Linked DNA regions of Zea mays: region 2 is linked to region 1. The links are chromatin contacts, called in public Hi-C maps. All regions are on one chromosome and are shown on one strand. Each heading gives the region's core, a stretch centred on a gene start, on an enhancer-like site or on the middle of the called end of the contact. The rest is flanking DNA. Distances are from core to core; before and after follow the strand shown.

Region 1 (2,540 bases), core at 21-2,520:
ACAACGCGCGTGCCAGACACGCGGCGCGAACGCGCGAACGAACAACGGCGACGTGTGATAATCGCTAACAGATAACGCGATTATAATAAACAAGTGTTGACTGAAAAGCGTTTAAGTTGGTGTTCATCGAGTTAATATTTATTTATAAAAGTGTGAGTTAAAAACTATAAACTAGTTTTAATTAGAAGGTCATTTTATTTAATAAGTGTCGAATGAACAACTAATTAAACAATTAGAACTTGCGACATGATAAAATACGTTACTAATATGAAATCGGTGTTGCTACAGAGTTGACGCGACTGAAACGAATCCAGACATATTTATGGCGCATTATATATTGAATAGCTAATAATTCGTGGCTAATAAACAATTTTATTAAGGTGCACGAATTGCGACTCGAGCGAATGACGACATGTGAATAGCATGCGCGATCGTCGTGCGAATAGAACACACGATACGCGTAGAATAGGGCACGCGACACACGCAGAATGGGCGGTGACAACGTACACGAACAGTACAGGCGGATAGCGAGCGGACAACGCGCGACGTGCGTGCGACGCGCGAAGCAGCACACGAGAATCACTAACTAAATGTTGATTTTTTACCAAACACTAAATAGATATTAAATACAATATCAAAGTGGTTAAAAATCACATTGTCGCGTATTTACAATCGCATAATTAAAATTATAAGCTAGATTCGATTGAACTATCATATTTTTTAACAACCGATAACACCACACCATTAACTAATTATTTAACCTAAACGATACGACAAAATGAATTTGTTAAAGCGCGTATTTTGCGATTTGCGTGTTGTCGTGCGAAGCTCATGTAAATTGCGTGCAAGGGGTAGGCGAGGCTTACCTCGCGACGACGGCGAGACGAGGCGAGATACGACGACATGTTGCGTGCACGACGCAGCGCACGAGCGACGACGAGGACACGGGCATGACGACGGCGAGGATGGCGGGTTGCGCCGCCGCAATGGCAGGCTGATCACGCCGGGCCACAGGCTAGCCACTAGGCCACGCAGACGAGGGTCAGGCCGGCCGCTATCGCGCGCATGGGCCTTATCCTGCCTTGACACGCCTGTGGGTGGTCTGGCCGGAGCACGGCAGGGCAGGGGCGGACAACGGCTGCTCGCGCATGGCTGGAGGCTGCGCGACTTAGACAAAGCTGGAGCAGGGAGGGAGCTCAAACTAGGGAGGGACTTGGCAATGTTTGGACGAACTGAAGGCGCGAGCAGGGGGCTCGGCCAGCCATAGCAGCAGTTCGACCGCAATCGCCATTCCGGATCTAGGGGAGGGGAAGAAAACTGAGGCGCGTCGTGGGCGAGATTAGTTCTTGGGTGGTTCGAGAGTAGATGAACAGTGGCTAGGAGGACTGGGCACGCGCGCTGCGTGATCCGAGCAAGAAAAACGTGAGCTGCGGCTGACAGTTTTAGGAGGAAGCGACAAGCTGACGTGTGGGCCCTTGGCTTGCTCCCTGCGCGGGTGCGCCTGGGCGCAGACGAGCCACACGGGAGCGCTGCTGGCATAGGACCACCCATGCACACAGAGCAAAGGGGCTAGGCCGCAATGGGCCAGCGGGAGAGGGCACCAGGCGCGAAGTGGGTCAGCGCAGTGGGCCGAGGATGTCGTGCTCGCGTGAGGAGAATATCCCGGTCATGCTCATCGCCAGGGAAGTAGAGCACGACTGCTCCATGGGCGGCAGTTGCCATGGCTAGCGCTACTACATAGAGGGAAGAGAGGTCGTGTGGGCTGTACGAGACTGCATAGGATACAAACTTTCTTGTATGGATGTGGCAGTTCGTGGGCGAGGTGGACAAGAGCGGACGCGAGGTGATTAGGAAAGTGGGGCTAGTCAAGGTGGTTGTTGTTTTTCCATGGGTTCAAACCCAACAAGCTGAGTGGAACGGGAGAGGTAATTGAAGAAGAATATCCCTGACGCACGTGGTACTGGAATGACTGAGAGGAACTAGTGAGGAAGAAAAGTGGTTGCACGTACAACACGTGAGGCACTACGTGACGAGGCGAGGCAATGTGGTAGGCGGGGGTAGACGAGGTAGACCCGAGTAGCACAACGTTCGCGAGGAGAAGAGCGGTTTGACGATCTCGCAAAAAGGGCAAGACCCAGAAAGGGCAAGACCCGAGTAGCACAACTTTTTGCAGTCATACACACTATGCAACAGCATGAATGTGACAATCAAAGCCTCTCTAGCTAGGCTTTTATTTTACTAAGTTAATGCCTATATATATATAGAAAATAACTCTCCACTATTTAGAAAAAATAGGAGAACATCGGTAAAGGAGAGGGTAACACTTGAATTTTGTGAATATTAGAAAAGAAATTTTATACCCCCAAATTCAGGGTGTTACATTGGCTGAGATGGGTATACAGATGGGTGATAATACTCTGCGTCGGACTGTCTGGTCAGATACGGGACTATCTGACTGAGTGCGCGGACTGTCCGGCCATGTTGTTGGACCGTCCATTGATGTTTTTGGACGATCTGGCACTGTGTGCGGACGGTCCGAA
Region 2 (2,540 bases), core at 14-2,513, 520 kb before region 1:
CACGCGAAAACGGTGCGCACGACACACGCGAATGACTAACTAATGTCACGTTTATACTAAGCAAGAATAAATTAAAAAACATTTGAATTGGCATAATCACATTAACATGTATTTATAAAAGGGTAGCTTAAAACGATAAGTTAGTTTTAACTAACTGTTATTTTTTAATAACCAACGAACGAACTAACAATTAACTAAATAAATAAAACATGGGTCTCGACAAAACAATATTTTTAATGTGTGCATGACATTATTACGAAGCTAACGCAATCCGAATAAAATAAAATGGATTTAACATAAACTCTAACATGTATTTAATAAACCGCAAATTTAAAGTGATGTGGTGCGTTGTGATTGGTCTGAGCCAAATCCCAAGGATGGTCATGGATTTTGCATCCACATCGGATCCTTGGAGGACTATTTCCCTTGATCGCATGCAGCCAGGAGGGGAATACGACATGCAACATGGGGCCCACGAGCATTTCTACTTGCATGCCTTTTCCTTCTTGCACCCATGCATGACGCGTACGATTAACCGCAAGGGGCATTCAAGCGAGTCAGTTGCTGGCCAGGGAATGGAATGGACCACGTCGGCGTCGGCGGCCATGGCCAGGCGACGATGATGCGGCCTGTGGAGCAGGGTCCATGGCCGGCGGCGGTGGAGCACGAGAGGGGCGCGGTGGATGGTGCCACGGCGAGCGCATGGGACCCGTCAGCAGATGGGGAGGTGGAGGCACGGCTGGGCGGGCTGATTGACGGTGCGCGTGCAGGAGAGCTCGGTGGGCTAGCAGCCAGCACGACGGCTCACCGGCGGCATGACGCAGACGATGAGGCAAAGCGCGACATGGCACAGGGTGAGCTCGCCGGGACGAGGTGGGAGTGGGAGGACGCCATGGAGCATACCTACACGGCAGCGGCGAGCAGACGTCGATCTGGCGGCGCGACGAGCAGCTCCAGAGAGGCGAGGGCGAGCAGCATAGTGCTGATCTGGAGCGTCATGGGCGGCTGGGCGAGCGGTTTTGGTGAGGGAGAGGGGACATGGGCATAGCCAGAGGAGAGAGGTGGTTTTGGGAAGATGAATAGTGCCTTGCGGGCTAGGCAACTTGTCCACGCGTGCACGTTGTGCAGCCAGGCAGACAGCACGAGAGGTGGGCTGGGGGCGCGCTGGGCCAAATGGCCGAGATGGTCCAGGGCAGGGGCAGCGGCTGCGGTTGCGCAGGGTGGGTCGAGGGGGAGGGTGCGCTGCTGAGCTGGGGCGTGGTGGGCCCTACGTGCCATGGCCACGCCTGGGTCGTCACGTCGCTGTGGGCGAGCTGTGAAGGCTGTCGCACCGAGCCAGCGCGCCGCTGCGTTGGTAGGTCGTGGGCCGCCGAGCCGAGGCTGCCGCGCTGGGCAGATGAGCTGGCCACGGATCGTGCTGCTCCGTCGCGCCAGGCAATCGAGCCGAACGACCACTACAACTCTGAGGGGAGAGGAGAGACAGGCGTGGGAGATAGTCCTGGGATGGTCGGACGCGCAGGGAGAGAGGGCGTGCTCGTCGGGGAAACTTGGAACCGCCAACGACGTGAGCAGGAAAGGGAATCACAATGGAGATAGAGGGAGGAGTGGAGGAGATGACGCATGGGCCCACCTGTAAGAATGAGAGAGTGAGGGGAGATGAGAGCATGGTGGTTCAGGGAGATGGGCTGAACGACCGTTCTCTTTTTTTTAATTCTTTTCTCTTCTTTTTTATTTCTCTTCTTTTCGTATATATAGGAATAGTAGAAATTAAATATATATTAGATCCAGCCCAAAATAATTTAAATAAAACTAAATGCGATAGCAATCAAAACTATGCTTCAGCATGAAATGCAGCACACAAAGCTTCCCTAGGGTTCAATTCAGTAGGCTTACGTTAACAAAATAACACTTCATTATTAAAAAAATAGAAAAGCAAGGAAAAGAGAGGGTAACACCTGAATTTGGTGGATATTAGAAAAAAGAAATTTTACACCCCAAATTCAGGGTGTTACAAATCTAACCCCCTTAACAGAAACCTCGCCCTCGAGATTCAAGAAGAGGCAAGCAAGAAAATGAGATTGGTTCATCGGTCTTTCATAGCTTCTTCTAACTCGACTTTGACTCTGGCAACTTTAATTTGCGGACCGGTTGCTTTGACCTTTAGATGATTGAGACTGATTGATGCAATTCTTGAGGATCTCTTGGACCTGTGGGTTAGGACCCACACACGCTTTCGTTGTGCCACTCTGATCTTGTTGGTTGATGTTGATCGCGTTGTCTTCATTGGGGTTAGCGGCTAACCCCTTTATAGGAGCATTGATACACACTTGATGAAGATGCTGCCGACTCTGATCTTGACTGATTTGGAGGAGTTGGAGGTTGCCAAATGGATAGGCGCAAGAGGAAAGAATAGCGAGAAAAGGTAAGTACAGACGGATCAGAGAGAGCAGGGGGAGAACCCAACTACTTAACTCTACGACACTCACCTAGTAAACAGATGTCATTGCGAACCAAGGGCCACAACACATCAACACTCATTC

Evidence for each region. A called contact is a pair of places that touch in the nucleus more often than the background predicts.
Region 2: a contact with region 1 is called in a Hi-C map of ear, with 2.2 times the contacts expected there. The contact joins the enhancer-like site here to the promoter of LOC100382964 in region 1. A contact is called at or near these places in 2 of 25 Hi-C or Micro-C datasets (ear and tassel).

Annotation. Positions count from the first base shown.
Region 1 is chr3:92,012,798-92,015,337 of Zm-B73-REFERENCE-NAM-5.0, reverse strand. It overlaps LOC100382964, which reads right to left and starts at 1,270. Exons shown (of 3, transcript NM_001175648.1): 1 at 867-1,270. The coding sequence starts at 905.
Region 2 is chr3:92,531,319-92,533,858 of Zm-B73-REFERENCE-NAM-5.0, reverse strand. No RefSeq gene overlaps it. Among protein-coding and RNA genes, the nearest start is that of LOC109945042, 13 kb to the right of the region's middle. Within about 2 kb of position 1,263, at least 18 of the 20 cell types and tissues checked have an H3K27ac peak or open chromatin away from gene starts, as enhancers often do. A contact at or near this core is called in ear and tassel, where this site is marked.